2 separate regions of the Mus musculus genome follow, and region 2 is linked to region 1. A link is a contact called in public Hi-C data. All regions are on one chromosome and are shown on one strand. Each heading gives the region's core, a stretch centred on a gene start, on an enhancer-like site or on the middle of the called end of the contact. The rest is flanking DNA. Distances are from core to core; before and after follow the strand shown. Region 1 holds the start of Gm46687 (a long non-coding RNA gene). Region 2 has its middle 86 kb from the start of Gm14635.

Region 1 (7,561 bases), core at 4,743-7,242:
TTGGGATGAAGTTCACCAAGGAAGCGGGGGGAATACCCAGGCCCAAGGCCACTGGAGGGCCACAGAAAAGAGCCCAGCAAGAGACTGAAAGTGGCTCTCAGCCTGACAAAAACATCAGTAGGTCCTACCACTGGAAACACATACAAGGGAGCAGGGTAGCGAAGGCAAGGATTGAAAACAGTTCACAAACCTTTGATCTCAGCACTCAGGAGGCAGAGGCAGGGGGATCTCTGTGAGTTTGAGGGGAGCCTGGTCTACAGAGTGAATTCCACAGACAGCCAGGGCTATGTAGAGACCCTGTCTCAAAAAAAAAAAAAAGAAAAAGAAAAGAAAAAGAAAAGTAAACCAGATACTTCCCCACTCAGCATAAAGGAAGTGACCGGTTCCCAGCACTTTCTGCAGAATGCCTAGGGAGGATGGATAGAATAGTTTGAAAAAGGACGTATTATACAATGAAATTGCATGAATTTTGGCACAAACAAGGACCATTGCCTTGTGCTGATTGAGTCACCTGCTACCTGTCTGTGCCTATAAATCCAACTGCTAGGGAGGCTGATACAGGACGATTGCTTGAGTTCAGGAATTGAAGCCAGCTTGTGTAACCTAACCAGGACGGACACACACACACACACACACACACACACACACACAGTATATTGGGAGCTGCAAGGTGTGGCAAGAAGTTTCCTGGGTAAGGAGCAGAATAGTTCATGCAAAGAAATTCGGCTTATGGGCACTGCTGGAGGTCTATAACCCACTGCAGGGAAAGCCTAGAATGTAAGGGAAGCTACCTAACACATGGCTTAAACACACACGCACACACACACACACACCCCTGCAACATAACTATACACACATCCTGTGCCTGTTTCTTCTCTTAACCACAGACCCTGGAAGTCTTCCCTATTCGTAAACAAAGCAGAACATTTCATGAAGGTGCTATCCAATTGTTGCTGGGCAAATTACATTGTTTCGGATCCTATGCTTTCACAAACAAAGCTGTGCTTAACTAGTATCTTAAACATACAGACACACACAAGCAACAATAACAAAAAGAAAACTTTGAAACTGATGAGTAAAGAAATGAGACTGCTATGCTGGCAAATGCCTTTAATTTCTGCTGGGGAGGCAGAGGCAGGTGGATCTCTGCAGAGTGAGTTCCAGGACAGCCAGAATTAGATAGAGAGACCCTGTCTCTAAATAAAATAAAATAAAATAAAATAAAATAAAGAAATGGAACTGTTGCCTGGATGTAGGGATCTCCATCAAGAGGTGAAGCTGTCTTGGAAAACAGACACATAGGAAGCTAGTCCCAGGCCCTGAAAGAACTATTACATTACAGGAGATGCTTTGACCAAAGGAAGAGAGCAGAGTCAGAAAGAAGAGCCCTTGCTGGGCGGGCATGGTGGCGCACGCCTTTAATCCCAGCACTTGGGAGGCAGAGGCAGGCGAATTTCTGAGTTCAAGGCCAGCCTGGTCTACAAAGTGAGTTCCAGGACAGCCAGGGCTATTCAGAGAAACCCTGTCTCGAAGAAAAAAGAAAAAAAAGAAGAGTTCTTAGAATTTGAGCCGGGAGGCAGCTAGGAAGAGACTGGGGACTATGTGAACTAGTGTAGAGTTGACTTTAAAGCATCAGTAAGACGTTCTGGGTGCTGTGGTGACCCCAGGAATGGGTGGTTGGCTTTCAGCAAGCGGGTAAGCTCATTTTACAAATTACCTGCAATAGTGCTAAAAAGCAAGTCTGTCACTAAGGAGCAGGATCTGGGACCTTACTAATGAGACTTTAGCTTGTGTGTGTTGGGGGGAGGTTGTCTGAAATTTGTGTATTTTTCCCCCATAGGAAATGACATATATGTACTGGAAGGCTTTGGAAACTTTGAAAAAAATTCCTAGAATTTATAGTTCTGATGGTTTTGCAAATTGTATATTTAATCAAAGGCACTCGAATGCCTCTCTCTCTCTCTCTCTCTCTCTCTCTCTCTCTCTCTCTTTAACTATTGAAGAGCCATTTAAATGTCAACATAAGTGATTCCCTACCAAATAGTGCTGGTTAGACATTAGTTCCTCTAATAGACCATAATGATTCATAAGGAGGCATTTCTCGACTCTAAATTGTAGGCCTATTGAAATATAAATTAAGATGATAAATAATTTGACCTTACCTGAGAGTACTAAGTATTTACACGTGTCAAATACGAAATTACCCTGAATATCACGGCCCCTAAAAAGGCAGCCTTCGTCTCAGTAAATAAAACGGGTTAATGAATTTCCCTTGGAGAGCGAAGGGAAAGAGGAATACACAAAAGGCTTTGCTCCAGGGGCTCGGCCCTCCCGGCCCTCCAGACTTGCAGTGGGGCTGGGGAGAGGCGCGGGCCAGGTTCCCCCGGAGAGCCAGGCGGGTGCTGGCGGCCTTCGGCGCTCGGCGCGTTCCCTTCTCCCCCTCCTTCCGCAACGGCGCTGGAGTTTCAAAACATGGAGTTTCCACAGGAACTTTGCCAGGCCGAGCTCGCAGCCCTCCCGGGTTCCCGCAGCGGCACTCGCGGCAGCCTCCCCGCAGAGAGCGCTGACCCGGCGGCCACCCAGCGCAGCGCAAAGCTCAGCAGCCCCGGTTCACTCCCTGGGGAGGCGCAGAGCGCCGCCCTGCCCCCCCCCCGCCCCCCAAGGTCCTGCAGAGAGGACTGCGCCTTCGGCCCGGAGCCGAGCCCATCCGCCCAGCCAGTGTGCTGGCCCGGGGCGGGAGTCGCCGAGGCGATCGTTGCCGGGTGGGCACGCCGGCAGCCGGCTGCCCGCGGTGGGATTTGGTTTTGTTTTAAAGCCGCTTTGCGCGCCGGGGCTGCGGCGGCGGCTGTGGCTCTGTGTGTGTGTGTGTGTGTGTGTGTGTGTGTGTGTGTGTGTGTGTGTGTGTGTCTGTGTGTTGGGGGGGTAGCACATTGTCAATGAGAAATTTCCTGTTCGTAAGACTCAGCTTGCAGTTTCTGTCCTGCCCTTGAACTGACAAGTGGATCTCCGCGGCGAGAGTCCGGGAGAGCCTCGGCAGCCGCGCGCGGGGGTGGGGGCGGGGGCAGCGGCGCCGAGGCCCCGGGAGCGGGGCTGAGCTGGGCCGCCGCCTGCCCTCCCGTTTCCCCCGCGCACCCGTGAGCTCTGAGCCGAGCGGTGACTAATCTGTGGCTCCGGGCCTCTTGGCGCGCAGCCCGGGCTCGCCTCCCGCCCCCTTGTCCCTCCTCCTTCCCCAGCCCCTGCACGCAGAGCTCCGCGGGGTGAATCGTGCGGGCCGCCTTGCCTTGCCTTGCCTAGAGTGTGGGAAGCGGCTCGAGGCAGGCGACTTGGGAACTGTCTCTTTCGACCCGGGCCCCGAGTGTGCGTGTGTTTCCTTCCCCGTAGGCACTTTGATCAGCATTTCCTCTGTGCCGCGGAGGAGCTAGAGCGAACTGAGGCTCTTTAACCCTCTGCATGCCACATCCACTGAAGGCTTCAGGGGGAACATGCTTCGGGAGACAGGTCCACCCGATCGAATAGATTTGGCCAAGCCGGAGTTATGTGGAGCCGGGCTGGATCCCAGGAATTTGCCCCTGTGTGGCATACTCTTCTAGGGACAGCAGGCCGGGAAGCCCAAAGCCAAGGGGCTGTGCAGTAACCCAACCTGCCCGGCGAGGCGCGGTGTAGCTTGAAAGGCCCAGCGGGCTGTGGCTTCTGGAGGAGACAGGGAAGACTTGGAGGAACTGCCTTAGAGCAGTTCGCTGGCACAGAGATGCCTCTTAGTCTAGGGTAGGGAGTCCTGCTCTTGCCCCGCGCTCTGGGCTCTGGCCCCCACTCCCTCCCTTGACTCGGCCTCGCTAGGGAGTTAATGATTGATTTACTGGCTCCGAGAGGCCGGCGCCCTCCCAAGCTATTTGTCCACGCTGAGGAGTTGCTGGAGAGAGGCGCAGAGGCCTAGGGAGCAGGGTCTCGCCTAGGAGGGGCGGCCGGGCTACCGACGGGAAAGGATGAGCACTTGGTTAGCTTCCACTGGGAAACTCTAGCCGTGTCCGCGGCGAACCCGCGGGAGGCCCTGCCAGGACGAAGAAGGGTGCCTTGGGAAGTGGCACATGTAAATGGATTGGCAGCTGGTGATTAGGCCGCCCGGTTTTATGAGTCATAATAGGCCGCCCGCCTGGCCCTCAACCTGCTGGTTGTAGACTTGGTGTGTTGGGGCCCAAGCGGTACTCTACTCCCAACCGCGCAGAGCGAGGATGCTCCAGGGGGCCCTGGCTGCCGTAAGCATTGCACAGGATTTCCTCTCATTTCTCGCAGAAGGCAACACAAACACCCTAAATCAAACTGCTCCGACAACCGAAGGCTCCACACAGACACATCAATAAGGATTTCGCCTCCCGCGTTCGAACGCACTGAAACACTTGTCCTATTTTTATGCAAATGACACCACACAAATAGATCTCGCAGGCCCTGGAGAGGGGCGGGAGGAGGAGGGACGCGGGCGCCCCACCAGGGGGCGGGGGGGGGGCGTCAATCCCGCACCTCGGGGCCCGCGCTGGCTCCGGTGCAGTGGGGCTGGCACTAACCAGGAGGCCCGCCCCGCGTGCGGTGGCTCCCTGCCAGCGCCGCCTAGTCGGCCGCGTCCCCAGGCTGCCTGCAGAGGCGGATTAGGGAAGGAGCGAAGCGAGCCTGTGACTAATCGCGGGGCCTCGGACCGGAGCACCAAGGCCATGTGCGACTGACAGGATCGACACTAGCCGAGGACACGGCGACGCCTCGCTTAATTGCAGGCTTTAAAAATTGCCGCCTGAGCAGCTCCAATGCAGAAAGCCACAGCATACGCGTGGGTCTGGGGAGTGCGACCGGGGGTGTGGGGGGGGAGGGGTTGTCCCGATTTCTCGCCTGAAGAGGGGAAGGTTTGGCATCTCCTGAACCGAGGGAGCAACACTGAGCCCCCCCCCCCCGCGCTTTGCAAGGTCTTCCCAAAGGCATGCTAAGTGAGTGTGGGTGAGGTGGCCAGCCACCGGGGACAAGGTTTTCTGTCATTTGTCCTTTGAGTCCATGCTTCCCTCTTGTTGCCCCGTACTCTATAAAGAAGGCCTACAGTAAATGAGTAAGGTTCCAGCCAGCCTTTTGAAAAGGAGAATCACACGCTAAACACTTTACTTCGATCCTTTCCTTTATTCACTGACTGAGAAACAGGGCCCCGAAGGACCAGACGAAAGCCAAGTCAAGTCAACGCACCAAGGATCAAGGTCATTGAGTGCCAAAAGTCTGGGGTCACAGACAAGAACCCTGGTCTCTTCGAAGGCCCGTGGTCACAGTCCCTGTGTCCCAGGCCTTCTTCCTGGAGCGCTGGGGCCTCTCAGGAGAGAAGCGTCGGCGGGGCGGCTTGTCTGTGAGTGGAGGTGGGGGTTGGAAGGCGGTGGCGGGGAACCCAGCAAGAGAAGTTTCCACCACGCTCTGCTCTGTTGCTGCCAAAATCCCCTGGCCCCTCCCCGCCCGCACTGCCTTCCGTTGCCACCACAAGTTTGGTTTAACGAGAGAGCTCGGGACAAAAGCAAACCTTTTCTATAGACCCTGAAAACAAAGGGGAAAGAGACGCGCGAGGCCGCAGAGAAGCGGCTGCTAGCGTAATGGTGCCAGGCCGAAAGCAGAGCATTAGAACTGCAAAAGCCGCGCGGGCGGGAGGAAGTGCGAGGCAGGAGGCGGGAGCGCCGGGAGGGCGGGCGGGGGAGGGGCGCTGCGCCATGTTTCCGTGTCACCCGCCGAGTCGCCGGCGCTGGGCTCGGCCGCCGGCTCCCGCCTGCCTCCGTAACGGCAGAAAGCGTGCGATTAGCAGCCAGACAGGCGGGGACTCCGGGCCCACGGGGCCGCCGCACACGCCGCCCGCGGTCCCGGCCCGCGCTCCCCTCCCCCTCCCGCCGGGTAATCCTCCTCCTCGCTGCAGCGCTGTGTGCACTCTCATTAGAGCAGGGTGGCTTTTCTCTGCGCACTCGCTCGGCTCCCGCTGGCAAAACAACGCCTTCCCCGGCCGGGCCCTGGGCCAGGGGAGTCGGGGAGGGCCGGACGGGGGCGGGGTGAGGCTGGGACAGCCTCGCAGGTTAGCTCCGCCGCCGGTTCGAAAAGATGGGGAGGACCCTTTGGCCCTCCCCCACGCGCAGTGCCAAAGCCGAAGGTCCATACCAGACTCTCTGCCCCTCGGGAGAGGGGGGAGATGCTGGTGCCATCCTGACCTACTGCCGTCCGCGGCACGAGGCCAGAATGCGTGGGGCAGATGAGGGTGTCTGGGTTGAAGAGCGGGAGTGGACACTGGGGAAGGTTCCCACAACTGGTTTTTGACCCGTGTGGCTTGCTAACGACCTCTTAAGGCCAGAAGCTGGATTTCAGGTGTTGTTGCCCTAAGACCCTCAGGGAGATCAGTGCCCTTTCTGGCTTTGGGGTTGACCGCCCAAAATGAGTAGGAAATGGGTGGGGGGAGACTCCAGTGCTCCGGAGCGCCCCATTTCTGTTCCGCGATCTCTGTACACAACAGTAGACAGCTTCTCCCCGGCACCTCGCGCCCAGCTGCAGGGCTCGGGAGCAGGTGTTCCTGCCTGGCCCAAGTGGCGGCTCAGCGCCCCTCCTGTCCCAGCTGCGGGGCCCAGAGAGGAGGGAGGGGAAAGGCGTGTTGGTGGCGGTAACTGGGAGGGGGGGGACGTCTCGCCGGACCTTGCCTAAAATGGGTCCATTCCGGGGTGCGGACAATCGCCTGGAGCCTGGAGGAATCTAGGAGGACAGACGGCCAGCTCCCGTCTAGGACTGCCCTAGGGGCCAGCACTGGCCGTTCGGGGCGGCGGGAGGGCTTCCGGTCCCCGTGACTGCGGCGGCGGGGCGGCGGGGAAGTTCCCGTCGCGGCCGCGAGGAGCACCCTCCCCTGGCTGCCGCCGCCGCGCAGCTCTCGGAGCAGCGCCCTAGGAACCCCGGGGCATCGGGCGACGTCGCCCTCGCCTTGTGAAGGGATGGGGGCTTCAGGGTGTTCCTCGATCCCCGCCCCGCCCCAGGGACCTGAACGCGGGATCGGGGACCCTGCGGGATCGGCCGCGCGCCTCCCAGCCCCTCCTCGCCGCTGCCATGGCGGGCACGTGAAACGCAGCTCGGCGCCGGGAGCCCGCCGGGGAGCGGCCTGGCCCGCCCGCTCCTCTTCGCAGCGGGTCCAGGGACGCGGAACCAAGTCGGGCCGGGTCCCGCCGAGCTCTCCGCGGCCCCGCACCCCATCCCTGCCCGAACCGGGCCTTGAGGTCACGCCAGACGACTCGTCCAAGGGGAACTCGGGCTGACTAATGGGACGCTTGTGGGCCTCCGGAGAGGCCGGGCTGGCAGCAGTGCCCGCTCGCTCTGCGCTGACGCTGCGACCAGGCTCTTCGGGGAAGGGCGAGAGGAGGGGTTTCCCCGACCGGTGGTTTCGGCTCCCTGGGGACAATCCGGCTGCGGATGGCTCTGGGCTTTGGGTCCTGTAGCCTGATCCCGGGCCCGCAGACTGGAGGTGCTTACGGGAAGAAGGTGCCTCAGAGCTCTGAGCCTGTTGTGGGGTCTCCTTTGCTTGCTA
Region 2 (7,470 bases), core at 4,151-6,650, 350 kb before region 1:
AACCGCTCTGTGTCTGTGAGTTTCATTCTCTGAATTTGTGAGGAAACTGGAAAGCCATTGGCTCAAGGTGGCTTTAGGTCCCCAAGCTAAGTCCACCAGGAAAGAGAGAAAAGTCTTTTGTCAAATTCAAAGATGCCTCCAAGATTCTAATATCAACATCAATTAACACAGCAAATGTAGGCTAGAGATAGCTCAGCAGTTCTGAGTGCTGTTCTTGCAGAGGACTAGAGTTCAGCTCTCAGGATTCTCAGCAGGCAGCTTGAAAGCACCTGTAACTCTAGCACCAGGGCCACTTTTGGCACCTGCACGCACATGCACACTTCCACACAGAGAAATTCACATATATACACGTAATTAAAAATAAAGTATTATAAACCCCAACAGAGGTCTTCTTGAACTTTAAATAAATAGAATCCCAGGGCCTTTACCTTTTCATGTCTGTCTTCTCTCACTGAATAAGGTGTCTGGAAAATTCGCCAATATTACTGAGGTCTCAGTTATTGACTCGTTTTTATCACAGTGTGATTTCCCCACAGGTGACTCTGTTCTGTGAGTCTACCTCAGGTCTTACAGCTGGATCTCATGGAGGCATTTCCTCAAGGGAGGCTCCTTCTCTGTGATACCTCCAGCCTGTGTCACGTTGACACACAAAACCAGCCAGTCCAGGTGAGCTACTTGCCTGCTGGGGATGGGGGTGTGCAGTTTGAAGGCACTTACCCACAAATCCAGCAGGTCCAGGAATGGGGTTCTCTCAGTTTTCCAGCAGGACCTTTAAGGAACAAGGTCCTTTCCTTGAAACCTTTTTGCCCAAGAGAAGCAGGGATGTACAATGCAAACAGAAAGGGTCCATGAAGCCTGTGACTCAGGAGCCTGAAGACTACATGTAGAGTATTCAGATCTCGTGATCTCCCACGACTACCTTGTGGCCTTGACCAAATGCAGCCTTGCCTGAACTGCAGCACAGATGGGCCTTTCCTTGGCCTTTCTGCCCATGGAGCAGGAGCCCACGTAAAGGCCAGGATTCTGCTGTGCTCACCGAACAGAGAAAGTGCTGACTTCCCCATTTGGCCTGGAAAATTGCTGTATTCTAAATGTCTGTGGTCTCCACATGCTCCTGCCTGGAGAACCCGACCCTCAAAATGATAGCTTGATTAGGAGGTGGAGCTGTTGTGAGATTGGGTCACGTGGTGAGTGGCATCAATGACCCTATAAGATGGGAGATGTGTGTGTGTGTGTGTGTGTGTGTGTGTGTGTGTGTGTGAATGAAAAGACACAGGGAGAAGTTAGTCATTTGCAAGCCAGGAAGAGCCCTCATTATGAACTGACTCTGCCAGTATCTTGAGCGTAGGCTCTTAGCCTGTTGAACTGTGAGAACTAAATACCTTTCTGTTGGTTAAACTTACCAGTCTATGATATTTTGTTACAACCTCAACTGAGTAATCAAAAACAGCATTAAACCATGTTTATATTGCTCACCAGTGTATCTTTTGCGACAGACAGTCCAGATTGATTGCTGTATAAACAATTGCCCCCAAATCTAGTGACTTCAAACAGCATCATTGAGTTAGAGTATGCCCTGTACTTGGGGACAAGGTCCATGAGGCAGCCTGATGCCGTTCTAGAATACCTGAAACTAAGCTTGGAGGACACAAAACTGTTGCTGGAATGATCTGAGGGCTTGGACACTTGCGATCCCTGTGACTGATGCCGACTAGGCTGGCCAGCTGCTAGAACACCTACGGAAGACCTCTTCATACAGGCTAGTGAGGGCTACCTCATGGCATGGTTGCTGAGCTCCAAGTGTGGAGCTCTCAAGAGAAAGAGGCAAAGGTGTAGTCACCTTATTTCTTTCCCTGCCATGCTAGAGATGGGACAGAGGGCTTCCCATACTTCGAGTACAGGGCTTCCAAGCCCAGCACTGCCGGCTGTAGCCTGAGCACTTAGGACCTTGTGTTCTGGTAATGCCAGATCCTTGACTATAGCATAGAAACGAATTTCAGTGAGGTAGAGTGAAGGAGTTAGCAAACTTGCTAGGGAGAGATAAAGAGACTGTACATAGTTCCAACTTAAGTGTGGGTACTTAGAAAGAGACTTAAGGAACGTCATACACATCCAAGTTTAGAGAAAGAGAGACTAAAGAAGGGACAACACACACCTCTGAAATGTGAGCTGCTCAAGAGAATCGCATGCTTTAATGTCTTTGTAATGGCTGTGTATATGAATCCGTGTCTTTTAAAATTATTGCTCAAAGGATGCAATTTACAAAAAGGTTTAAAGATTAGATCTCTAAATTGGGTATGTGTGTTTGTCTGTATCTAGGTATGTGCACCTAGGTACAAGTGCCCACAGAGACCTGATGAACTGGGTGCTTCTGGAGTTAGAATTAGAGGTGCTTGTCAGCCCCTACCATGGTTGCTGGGAATTGAACCCCTCCTCTGGAGGAGGAGTGCATGCTCTTAGCTAATGGGTCTCCCGCCCCTCCTCTTAAAGCTTTGAAAAAAACATTACATTTACTTAGTATGTGTGTACATGAGTGTGGGAGTGCACGTGACTCCTGTGGAGGTCAGAGGACAACTAGCAGAAGTCTGTTCCCTCTTTCTACTCTGTAGGGCCTGGGGATTAACTCTTAAGGCTTGGTAGCACCTTTTCCCACAGAGATATCTCTCAAGCCCCATTTATTATTATTAGATGATTGTAGGAATCAGTAGGTTGAGTTTAGGAATGAGAGAAGAAAGCTGATACAGTTATGATCAAGGTCATAGACACCCTGGCCCTAAGTGTTTGTAACCTTCTTCTTTGAGATATCTTTGGAAAAAGAAGAAGAGTGTCTATGGATTGCAACTTAAAATTTTTAATGCCTACTTTAAATGATGGTTCTTAAATGCTTTAACCTCCCTTCTAGCCCACTACCCATGCATAGGTAGTGGAAAAGAAAGGATATAGGGGAAGTGGACCTGTTTAGAAAGATACCCTGGAGTAACTCCTGTCTGTGTTGTCTGGAAATCCACAGTTCAGTTCACAGTTAGCAGAGACAGTTCAATCCATTCACAAACACTTCACAGATATATTAGCAGTCCAATGCAGTAGAGTCAGAATAGCAAAGGCAAATCAGCAGCAGTGACACTACCTAGCAGAGTCAGCCAGGCTGTAGCCTCGACATGAGTCAACAGCAGGAGGGACCAGAAGGAATGCCAGAAGTTCTTGGCCTGTGCCTCTGTCATCTAAGCAAAGATCATCAAAGACTTGAGACCAACAAGCATTGCACAGATCGCTCTTTAATAGCTCAGCCTCCATCATTGTCCATTGAATTCTAGTTATACTTCGTCCAAACATCACGTGTCCTCCACGTATTTGCCTCAGCATGTGCACCTGTCTCAGCTGACATCACCTGCCAATCAGCCCAAGTCCACCAAAGTGACAAGAAACTACAACACACCACCAAAAGTTTCTTGATTCATTTCTCTCTATAAAGTCCCGACAAAAAGAGCTCAACTACATAATGTAGTACAGAGCAATACACGTATGTCATTAGAAAAAAATCCTTCATCACATGTCCTTTCACGTGCTTAGTTTAACAAAACATCCTTTTACCTATGTCAGTTTCAATTCCTTCACACGTCTGCCTTAGCCTTTCACGTATGTCTACTTCAGAAATACACTCCTTCATGTGTTTGCTCCAACAAAACACCATCCAACACAACTGACTTTTTAAAAAAAACCTTAAGTTTCCACTTCAACAGGTGACTTTGACTTGGGCATTTGTATTGGAACTTCTGACTCTAAGTGAGATCCCAGAGTGAAGGGACCCTTTCTGCTCCCACGCCCCTTAATTTTCCTGTCCTTTTCCTGCCTCTGTACTACTAAGTTGCAGCTCAGGCCTACACCCTTGACTGGGCAACTGTAGCTATTGTTTTCTCATTGCTATGAGAAGGAATGTAACAGAGGAAGGAGTTGTCATGGCTGATGGTTTGAGGAGCTGCGGTCTGGTGTAGTGGGAAGCCAAGACAGTATGTGGCTTCATAGTGGCTTCATGCATATGAGACACTTCTTTTTGTCACAGCTCAGACAGAGCAGGAAGCAGAAAAGGGACAGCAAGTGAGGCCGGGCTATCAAACTTAAGGCCAGCTGCCCAGCAGTCTACTTCTTTCACATAAGCCCCTCCTCAAAAGTCCCACAGCCACATGGTGAAAGAAGAGGTCTGGCTCATGCCAGTTATTCTCCGAACTGCATAATTTGAGGGATCAAATAATTTTTAGATAATATTGTCAAAGACAAATTACAAAAGAAAAGTGCAAAAATGCATCTCCTGCAACATAGGAACCTTCACGAGGAACTGAAGGTCCAAAGAAAATGTTAAAATTGATGCTTTTATGCTGGGCTTGATGAAGGGTAGAAAATGGTCCTGTCCTGGATGACTGGGAGGAGCATCTCCCACATGAGGGTCTTGTGACCTACTGTAAGGTCACAAAAAGAGTTCAGAGTCTTTCCTGCAATCAACATATCTCAACTTAAGAACCTTTGCTAAGACATCATACATCATGCTAACATATGCTGAATCCTGAGAAATATATACTTGGGGCTAAAGAGATAGACACCTGGGCCATCAACAACATGCACTGCTCTTGCAGAGGAACCAAGTTTGGTTCCTAGCACACATGTCAGATGGCTCACAACCATCTATAACTTCAGCTCCAGGAATACCTCTTGTGACCTCTGAGGGCACACACACACACACACACACACACACACAGAGTCATGTATAAATATATATTTGGAAAAAATGTATGTGATTCTGGAGCCCAGCACGCTTGAAACTGGCTGGGCAAGTTGTAGGCTGGGAGCTCAGACAGGAGCTGGTGCTGCAGTGTCGCCTGGAGACTCTGACAGGAGTTAAGATGGGGATCTCACTGTGTGTTCTAGGCTGTCCTCAAACTTATGATCCCTTTGCCTCAATCTGAAGAGTGGCTACAATTTTAAGTATGTGTCACTGCGTTAGCCTGATGTTATACTCATGATTCTGAAGTGTACAGGAGAGCCTGCAGGCTGGCAACTCAGCCATGGCTTGGAAGTTTGTCTTCAGAGAGAATTCTTGCTTCTTTGGGCAAAGCTTTGAATTGCTCAGAGGAGATCCACCCACATTGTGAAGGGTGGTCTCTTCAGACAGATCGTTCATTGCCTATAGATAAAAATAACATACACAAAGTGCCTTCACCCACACAGCCTGGAGTGGTGTTGGAACACACAACCGGGCTCTGCAGCCTAGCCAAATGGCCATGTGAGATCCAGGAAACTCGTTCACCCCGTCTGAATCAGTTTTTCTGCTCCCTAGGCTGCCGGAGAGTAACACGAGAAGCGGCCCGTACTTCTGGCATAGCGTCCTCTTGAGTGTGAGTTACACAGATTGACTCACCAGGGTTGGGCTATGAAGCATCTTGATTTCATCTTGTCCACCTGTCCTGCGTTTTCCTCAGAGCCTTCCTGTGAACTGGCTCTATGCAGACCTCACTTGGCAAAGAGCAGATGTCTCCCACTAACAGCTGGCGTGTGAATGATGTTGGATGTACACCCCACACGCACACACTGAGAGCCAGCTAAGCCCCACCTAGACTCCCGAGCCAAGGAAAGTGGAGAATGACAGACGGGCACTTGTTTCCTAAGCAGCTAAATCTGGAGTTAACCAGAACAGTGCAATAGATACGTAAGTAACTCGCCCTGTGGACAGGAAGGCCTGCACAGACCCTGGTTATTTCTCTGATTGTTGTAACCTGGCAGGAAACAACCTATGAGAGGATGGTGGCAGGAATGTGAGATGGCCAGTCACATGGAGTCCAGAGTCAGAAATCAGAGAGTGAAAAGGAAGTGAGGCTGGGCTATCAATCCTCAGAGTCCACCCTCCCCACTCCCACCCCCACCCCCAGCTATTCACTTCCTGCAGCAAGGCCCCACCTTTTAAAAGATCCGCATCCTTCCAAAACAGCACCACCAGCTGGGGACCAAGTATTCTACATGAGTCCATAGGGGACAGTTCACATATAAACCACCATAGCGTTTAATATGTGTGACTGGAATTTGACTCCAACCGAGTAATGGCTTTGTTGAAAGGCCTCTCCCGAGAGGACTTGCATTTTCATGAAGATTCTACCCTAAGGGGATGATTTTGTCATGGGAAAAATTTCCAGTAGAGCCATGGGAGGAAGGGTATGTTTGAGACCACGTGGGGCCACATACACACGTAGTGATCAGTTCTAGTTCTGGGCAAGGCAAGGCAGAGTAACAGGGAGGGGGTGTGAAGGAAAGAGAGGGGGAGGGAGGGAGGGAGGGAGGGAGGGAGGGAGGGAGAGAAAGAGAGAGAGAGAGAGAGAGAGAGAGAGAGAACGGATGTGCCTGATGTAGAGTTTCCAGCATCTTCCTTCCTTAGGAAAGGATCTATAGTGGCAAGGAGACTTGGGGAGCACTCACAAGAATTATATAGAGGAGCAAAGGCCTCAGAGCATTGATGGGCCACTGAAGGGCTTGGTAAATATTTATAGCAATGTGAGTAATCTTCCAAGAGTTCCCAGAGTGTTGCAAACTAGGCAAATGATACCAGAAGAGTGGCGAGGTCAGGGGAAGGGACAGCAGAACTTCATCATGAAGATGGATGGGCATTGACTGGGTGATAAAAGAAGGGGAAAGCTTTGCGGTCGGAAGGAATAGTCTGTGCAAAGGATCCCACGATGGGTGGTATGACATGTCTGAGGACTGACTAGGTTATTAGTGTGTGGTTCTAAGAGGGTGGCAGGTGACTGGAGGACACTGGAAGGAGATAGACAGAGGGAGTCAGGAGAGAACAGCCAGGGGTAAGTTGTGGCCACAGTGAGGATTTGGATCGTTACCCAGGGAGCAAAGGCAGTCCATTGGAGAGTCTGTTTCTTATTTTGATTTCTTTGATCCCTGAGCCCTATACATGCTAAGCAGGCACTCTAGGCCCACAAGGCCCACTGGAGGATTTAGGTGTGGTCAGACTTCTGTTGTTAAGTGGTCATTCTGGATTAGTAGAGGGCGAGACTGAAGTGGGCACTGCAGTAGTCTAGGCAAGTGGCTCTGTCTTCTTTTTTTGGTTTTTTGAGACAGGGTTTCTCTGTATAGCCCTGGCTATCCTGGAACTCACTTTGTAGATCAGGCTGGCCTCGAACTCAGAAATCCGCCTGCCTCTGCCTCCCAAGTGCTGGGATTAAAGGTGTGTGCCACCACACCCGGCTGGCTCTAACTGTCTTACAACACAGTACAAACTATAGAGCAGAAGGAAATATGTGAGGCATTAGACTGATGCAAAATGTCTCTTGATGCCCAGTGGGGACCAGAGCCAGCAAGCACGATGGAATGTATGAAGGGCTCTCTAACAGGCCTGCGCATGGCTAACATAGGTGTCTTCTGCTCCCTCTCTCCCTCCCCTCTCTCTCGCTAAACCTTTAGATTACATTCCTAAAG

The links. Hi-C and Micro-C count contacts between places; a contact is called where the count stands out from the background.
Region 2: a Hi-C map of muscle stem cells shows a contact between it and region 1, with 4 times the contacts expected there. The contact joins two enhancer-like sites. A contact is called at or near these places in 3 of 484 Hi-C or Micro-C datasets (the AML12 cell line, cortical neurons and muscle stem cells).

The regions. Positions count from the first base shown.
Region 1 is chrX:12,086,867-12,094,427 of GRCm38.p6, reverse strand. It overlaps Gm46687 (a long non-coding RNA gene), which reads right to left and starts at 1,942. Exons shown (of 3, transcript XR_003953120.1): 1 at 1-1,942. It also overlaps a transcript of Bcor not described here. Within about 2 kb of position 5,992, at least 265 of the 459 cell types and tissues checked have an H3K27ac peak or open chromatin away from gene starts, as enhancers often do. A contact at or near this core is called in muscle stem cells, where this site is marked.
Region 2 is chrX:12,437,626-12,445,095 of GRCm38.p6, reverse strand. No RefSeq gene overlaps it. Among named protein-coding and RNA genes, the nearest start is that of Gm14635, 86 kb to the right of the region's middle. Within about 2 kb of position 5,400, at least 11 of the 459 cell types and tissues checked have an H3K27ac peak or open chromatin away from gene starts, as enhancers often do. A contact at or near this core is called in muscle stem cells, where this site is marked.